Regions from separate parts of the Sus scrofa genome. Here region 2 is linked to region 1. Evidence: chromatin contacts called from public Hi-C data. All regions are on one chromosome and are shown on one strand. Each heading gives the region's core, a stretch centred on a gene start, on an enhancer-like site or on the middle of the called end of the contact. The rest is flanking DNA. Distances are from core to core; before and after follow the strand shown.

The links. Hi-C and Micro-C count contacts between places; a contact is called where the count stands out from the background.
Region 2: a contact with region 1 is called in a Hi-C map of embryonic fibroblasts, with 2.0 times the contacts expected there. The contact joins the promoter of CKS2 here to the promoter of SPIN1 in region 1. A contact is called at or near these places in 1 of 47 Hi-C or Micro-C datasets (embryonic fibroblasts) and 1 of 2 datasets of contacts at active chromatin or transcription factors (alveolar macrophages).

What each region holds. Positions count from the first base shown.
Region 1 is chr14:225,156-228,850 of Sscrofa11.1, forward strand. SPIN1 (spindlin 1) reads left to right here and starts at 2,064. Exons shown (of 6, transcript NM_001195370.1): 1 at 2,064-2,102. LOC110256681 (proline-rich protein HaeIII subfamily 1-like) reads right to left here. Exons shown (of 3, transcript XM_021072957.1): 2 at 2,757-2,950; 3 at 1,751-2,533. The coding sequence ends at 1,751.
Region 2 is chr14:902,911-906,605 of Sscrofa11.1, forward strand. CKS2 (cyclin-dependent kinases regulatory subunit 2) reads left to right here and starts at 1,852. Exons shown (of 3, transcript XM_003132790.4): 1 at 1,852-2,065. The coding sequence starts at 2,007. It overlaps LOC102165122 (a long non-coding RNA gene), which reads right to left. Exons shown (of 2, transcript XR_307311.3): 2 at 3,225-3,695.

The DNA of each region.
Region 1 (3,695 bases), core at 814-3,313:
GGGTGATGTAAAATCCCATTTTTGACATTCAGCGTGCTAACAAGCTAGGCCTTGGAGGGTGGTTGATATATTTTTAGCAGGACTAGTTGTTGCCTTCTCTGGAGTGTGGCGGCCCTTTCTGACATAGGACTGGCTGACCTCTCTGGCCTGTGCACTGTTGAAAACTCAGTGACCCTCATTAGAGGCAAAATTTTAAAAAGGGAGGTTCTCTGTTGAGAGAGGGGATAGGACAACATATCCGGCTTTGTCTGGAGACATTTTTGGTTGTCATATTGGGGGAGGGGGTGTGCTACTAGCATCTAGAGGGTGGAGGCCAGGGATGCTGCCAAACATACCCATTAAAAAAGAATTATCTAGCCCCAAATGTCAATAGTGGCCAGGTGGAGAAAGCCAGTGAATGCCAATGAAGTGCTCCAACTAGTCGACTTCTTGGCACCTGCCTCCTTTCAATCTCTTTCTGAAGTGTTCCACTACTGTTTTTGTCATAAATGTTGAACACGAATGAAAAAAAAAACAATTTCCAGCACTTCCTAACTGTTAAGCAGGGTGACACAATTTTGTATATCTGTATCTAAACTGGTCCTCTAGTTGGCCTGTGAACTTCCAGCTCCTGCCAAGTGTGTCATCTGAGATGAACATTTTAATTGTTTGAACAGGCACGTATCAATCTTATTTGGGAGAAAAGGTGCCAGTAAAATCCCAAAGAGCATTGCGTACTGACAATTACGCTGTAGGTTAGAGTGTACAGAGCGCTTTCCAATAATACATCTGTCATTCGACCTGACAACATTCGGGGAGGTGGTTTATTAGGAAGTGGCTGCCCTTTCGCACTCGAGGAACCACGTCCGCCCAGAGCTGTGCCGGAGGACTCCGGGCTGGGGGGGGGGGGCCGGGGGTTGAGCGCGGGCTAGTCGGGGAGGGGAGAGGGCCGGGAGAGAGTTGGGTGGAATGACGAGGGAGAGGAGACCTCCAGGCTGGGGTGGGAGGGTAAGGGGTTCAGACTGGGGATTCAGCCTCCAGGTACCGCAGTCAACTTCGCAGGAATCAAAACTGTTCTGGACTCTTCCTCTCCCTGTCCTCCCGCAAACAACCAACCTGACACTCAAAGGGCATCTTCTTGGGTGAAACAGAAGTCAAACAAGTTCTAGAGTGACCGTGGAAATGCCTGGCTCCTGACTTCCGCGGAAAGCTGGGAAGTTCACCTGTTAGTGGCGGGGCGCAGCACGAGTAGGGAGTGCGGGGTCAAGTGCTTGCAGCGCTCACCTTCCCCCGCCAGGTAGGGCAGGTGAATGAGCAACGTCAGAGTCCAGGTTCGATGGTGCGGTGAGGAGCACAGAGAGCTGTACAGCGCTGCATCTCGGCGACCATGGCTCAGCTGGTGGATGGCCCTGTTACTGTATCCGGCTTCTTCCACCCGTGCGGCATGCGAGACGCAGGTCGACTTGACAAGACGTGGGGAGACAATCACGGCGTGATCAAGGGATTTGATCCTCCCATCACGCGAAAACGAAACTTCTAAGGATGCCAGACTTCCAGTGCGACCTGCGCCGCCCCGGCTGCCGGGGCTCAGAGTCCTGAACGCCGTCCCTCCCTGCGCGTACCTGGGGCCTAGCTCGGCCATGCTGCCAGGCCCCGCTCCCAAGGTGGGAGTCGCGCCTGGCCCTCCCGGCCGGCAGATCCCACCCCGGAGCCAGGCCCTGCTTCGCTAAGTCCGGCAGCCAGGTGTGTGGCGCCAGGCCCCTCCCCACCTTCAGGCCCTGCCCCATTCGGTCCCTTCTCGCAGCCAGGTGAGCCGCGTCAAGTCTTGTCTCATCGCCAGGCCCCGCCCTATCCCGCCGTCATGCCCCGCCCACCACCTCAAGGCCCCGCCCACTGACTGCAGCGCCTGCGCGCTGTGGCCCGTCGGGCCAGGGCCGGGCGGCGCGGCCGGTGCAGTCGGCGGGCGCAGTGCGCGTGCGCCTTGCGGCCGGGGGCGGGCGGCGGCGGCCGCGGAGCGGAGCGGGGGCGGGGCGGCGCCGTCTGGCTCGGTCGGGCCGGGGCGGGAGCGCGGCTCGGGACAGTGGGGCCCGCGGGCTGCGGACGGCGGCCTAGGTGGCCGGCAGGTGAGGCCCGTGCGCCGCTGGGGAGCGGACGCCGCAAGGGGGCCGCGGGCGGGGCCCGCCGAGGGGCGGTGGCGCCCGGGGAGCAGCGGGCCCCGGCGCATTGTCCGGGCGGCGGGCGGCGCCTGCACAGCGCCCCCTGCCGGCCGGGCCGCGGGCGGGGGCCTCAGGCTCGGGCCGCGCGCCTTTGTTCGCCGCCCCCGCCAACATGGCCGCCGCCCCCGGCCCGGCCGATCGGCCCCGCGCGCTTTGTTCCAGAGGCCTCGGAGCTCACGCGGGCGGGGGGCGCGAGGTGGCAGGGCCCGTGGCGTGGGGGGGCGATGCGGCAGGCGCCAGCGGGGGGGCGGGGCGGGGTGAGTGTTGCATAACCCGGGCTGGGCGGGGGAGGAAGGAATGGGACCCTCGGGGCTTGAGGGGGTGGAGTAGGAGTCCCCCTGGTGTGGGGGAGGGGGGACAGGACCCCGGGGTTGGCTGGAGGGATGTGGGGGGGAGGGGAACGGACCTTTGGGGCGTGGGGAGGGGCTGGGGTGGAAGGTGGGAAGAAGGTGGGGGGAGGGGACTGGTCCCCCCGTGTTAGGAGGGCGCTGGACGGGACCCTAGGAAGAGGAGGGGGTTCTCCAGGATCGGGACCCCTGAGCACTGACGCTGCTCTCCCACCCAAGCCTGTGTACCTAACGACGGCTTGGCCTCTCCGGCGGCTGCCCGGGGTCCTGCAGCGATGGGCTTGGCGGAGAAGGTGGTTTTTTCGGGGCTCCCATAACATCCCCCCACCTCATTTCCCTCTTTCCCTTGGCGGCCGGTTCGCACGCCCCGGGGAAGCTCTGCGCGGGACGGGCGGACTACGGGGTTTTCTGCACACACGGACACTTTTCTTTTTCATCACGAGTGACCTTGAGCGCATTCCGCAAGCATTTGCTGAGATTAATTGCACGGCGCGGAAACTGCGCAGTGCCTTTCCTTTGCCTCTGTTAGCCTCTCCAATTGTGGATGCGTCCTCGACTTTACCAGATTTGATTTTAGTGATGGCCTCAGCAATAAATGCCCCAAAATAGACACCCCAAATCTGTTTACGCGGTTGCTTTATGCTTATTTGCTTTTTATGATTTGTGGATTGGGGTTCTTGGTTTTGGAGAGGGTTTTCCGTGCATGTTGAATTAACAAATATGGATTTGCTGTAGATCAATAAGCAACACAGGATACATTTAAGTATTAAAGGATTACACTATGTAACGTGACTTGTGTAGAAGACGACATACCTAAGGAAATGCGAATACCTATGTAAGTTGGATTGGAATTTTCTGGAAGGAACTCTGCAGTCTGAAAGGATTGATGGAGAGTACAGTAATTGCTTTCTACATAGCTTTTGTTAGGAAGTGAAAATTAAACGTAAAACTTGGGGTTGTATACTAGGACAGAATGAGTTTGTGAACATTCTTAAGAGGTTGTGAACTTCTAGTGGCTGTGAAATTTCAGATGGGGTCAAGTGAAATGAGGCAGCTTTTTCCCCTTCCTACTGTCAGCCTTAGTTAATGGGCAAATACCAAAAAACTGTACTAGCTACTAATTTATTACCAGACTTGCTAATTATATGTAAAA
Region 2 (3,695 bases), core at 602-3,101, 680 kb after region 1:
ATTTGGGATCTCTTCAAAAATTTTAAAGGAAAGATGGGGAAACATGAAACAAGATGGGCCAAATATTAATTGTTGAAGCTGAGTGACTGGTATATATAAGCTGATTATACTAATAGACTTTTTTTTTTTATATGTATCTTTTTGCCATTTCTTGGGCTGCTCCCGTGGCATATGGAGGTCGCCAGGCTAAGGGTCGAATCGGAGCTGTAGCCAACGGCCTACGCCAGAGCCACAGCAACGCAGGATCCAAGCCGTGTCTGCAACCTACACCGCAGCTCAGGGCTACGCCGGATCCCCAATCCACTGAGCAAGGCCAGGGATCAAACCTGCAACCTCATGGTTCCTACTCGGATTCGTTAACCACTGAGCCATGACGGGAACTCCCATTAATCGACTTTTCTGTGAGATTTTCCACAAGTCTCTGTAAAAACAACCCCTAGTAAGATTTTCTTTTCTGGGTTGGGCCAGAAAGTTAGTGATTTCCTTACCCAACTCCCTTCACAGTTTATTGACAGCTCTACTATCACAGTACTTCATTATGCCTAACTAGTTAGGCATACATTACAGTTATTTAAAAATTATGAAGTGTGCCTCGAGTACAAAAAACTGTTATGTGCTGGGTATCCAGCAGTGAACGAAACAAGACATGCCCTCCACACTCGTTTCATGGAGAGTACCTCACAGTGCCAATGGTGGGGTCAGACAGTACCCCAGGCAGCATGCAACTCCGTGCCTGCAATTGCCTGGCAGGAAACCTGCAGGCCTTCATAAGGTGGGGACTTCGTCCATACAAGGTGATGAAGATGGCCTTTAGAGGAAAGAATCCTTAGGCTGAGAGCCAAAGAATAAAGTGCTAATCTTGTGTGAGGGAGGCGGTGGGGACGTGATGATGTTCTCACCTGTATTGTGCTAGAACACTGCACAAATATCACACATGCTCGTTATGGAAAATGTTAAAAACACAAGGATCACTTTGACGTGTAAAAAAACCCCACTACTTACACTGTGTCATATTTTTCTCCAGCAACTTTATTTTACACGCACACGTATTTTAAACCAGGATTCGATGCTAAGAAGCCAAAAGGACGTTTACAAACCACTTTTAACTGCACTGTGCTGTACTAAACACCATTATTTTAGTAATCTTTTTATTTTTCCATATACCCGCGCACAGGCCTATCCGCAGATGCAATAGGGTAGAAACAGTTTTCACCTAAGCGGGCTCTGGTGCACGACCTCATCATCGCCATCACTCCGCGGCGAGCTTCCGGAACCTCACTGCACCACCATCGCAGTGGGACATCTGGACACCTTCCTCAACTCAGGGGCAACATCAGCTTTCCCGCGTGCATACAGCGCCAAACCTGACCTCCAGCGCCCTCTAGACGACTCCTCCCCTACGCCCGGGGGGTGGCGAGGTGACTCTCCTCGCCTCCCACAGACTTCAGCCTCGCATCCGGGACTGAACGGTGCGCCTGCGCACAGGCGGCAGCTCCACAGGCAGTCCCCGCCCATCCCCTGGCCTCACCAAACACCGCGATACCCTCCCTCAGGTTCACAGCCCCAACCGCTCTGCCGACCTGGAACCTTCTAAGCTCAGGAGCACGCGCCTTGCGGCCCTTAACATCCAGACTCCGCCCTCTCCTGGCCACGCCCTCTTCCGTCAGGGAGTTCACCGCCCTCACGCCACGCCAATCATCCACATCTTTCCTGGCCAACTTCGCAACAGGCTTCTGATTGGCTAATCTTGGGGGCTAATGCAGCGAAGGGGCGGTGACGATAGGCTGGAAACACGTTCCGGCCTTACAGAGAGAGCGTAGGTGATTGGTCGACACCGTTGTCCAATCAGTGGTGGGCTGTCGGATTCAAACCGGGCTCGTTCGGCTTGCGGTCGGTTGGTCTCAGTAGAGTCGTTGCTTTGGTCCGTCTTGGTCGTGTTGCTCTTTGCGCTCGCTCTTCGCATCCCGTCGCTTCGGTTCAGCGCAGGCTACCCGCCCTCTTGCAGGATGGCCCATAAACAGATCTACTACTCCGACAAATACTTTGATGAGCACTACGAGTACCGGTAAGCCGGCCGGCCGGGCTCCCTCAGCCGCGGCCCTGAGTGGGCCTGAGTTGGAACCAGGGGCCAGGGCCGGGAGTCGGGGTCGAACCTCATCCAGCTGGGGTCTGGGTCCAGGCCGGGGCCGGAGAGAAGTTGGAGCCGCGGCCGTGTCAGGGCCCGGCCGTCCTGGCGGGAGCGCGAGGCTCCCCTCGCTTGGCGGCCCGGCCCAGCCGGCTTCCGCCCTTTGTTCCAGTCTGTGAGGAGGACAAGGCTCGGGCGGGGAAGGGGCCTCTTCTGGTGCTGTGTCAGGCCTTAAAGGGAAGGGGCCGAGGGCCGAAGCGGACCCGCAGTGGCCAAAATCTAGCCCGTTTCCTGTAGCAGCGTAGCGATTCTTAAGAACTTTTCCTCCAAGTTGGCTTCCTGCAAATCCCGTCTCAGTCGGAGCGGGCGCCGGGCTGTCGGAAGAGTAGTTGTAGTTTGATAACATCGTCAGAGCAACTTTTTTATTTTTATTTTTTTGCATTTGAAGTTAACGGCACTAAAAATGTTGCTGGGGGGAGGGGAAGTCCCCGAAAAATGAACTTCCCTTGGGGTTTGAAATGTGTATTGAGTTTGGCGACTTTGGTGGCCGCTGGTGCCGATTAACCCTCATGGGTCATTAAAAGAGCTTCCTTTGGAGACTAAATTGAGAACTCTAGTGGACTTGGGGCATTTTTTTCCGGCTAGTGTATACCTGCCAAGTAGTTTTTGGCTTTGAGGGATACTTGACTTTTGCATCATGAAGTGAGGCTCTAGAGAGTAGAGTGTAGTTTAGTTGCTAAATTAATCTGTTAAATAGACAAATTGGACGGTGTTAGGGAGGAAAGTTCTTAGCCTTAAACTGGGGCGTGGCTTCAAAGACCAGCCCCACCCAGTTCCCCTGGGCGGTGTCCAGGACGTGGCGTTCTAGAAAACTACCAACGGGTAGGAGGGGCCAAGCAGTGACCTGGTTTTACGTCTGCTCTCCTTTTAGATTACGTTTCCCAGAATGCTGTTTGAGTCAGAAAGGATTTAACAGTGGGTGGTCTCTTTTTCTCCCCTTAGTACCTTAGAAATCTATATTCTCTGGAGAAAAACTTGAGGATTTCTCTGGGCAGCTCACAGATTAGTAATACCTTCATTGTTTCACATTCCTAGTTGGAAAAGTCTTTTTTTTTTTTTTTTTTTTTTACTATAGATGATAAATTTGAAGTAGATTGTCTTTTTATGTGGTAACAACGAACTGTACTGTTCTAGTCCTGTAAAATGTTGGCATAATGTTCTTGGCAATATGACAATATGCCATATTGGCCATATGTTGGCGTGATGTCAGACAAGAGTCTCTCTGGGACTGTCCTGTAATGGGCGGAATGTAAACTATAATCTTTCCAAAATCTGGAAAAATATTAATTGTGAAACGTCTCACTCCTAGTAGTACTTTTTAGAACTTTGCCTGCAGTAATCCCATTTCTAGTTTCAGGATTCTAACATAATCATCAATGAGCACTAAGTAAACTAGACTGTGCTATCAAAAAGTTAACCTAATTTACTAAGTGGTTTGTGTGGAGTAATGAGTAAAAGAAAATCCTGTGGTATCTGAAATGATACATTTAATCCATTGTTAATTAGTGTT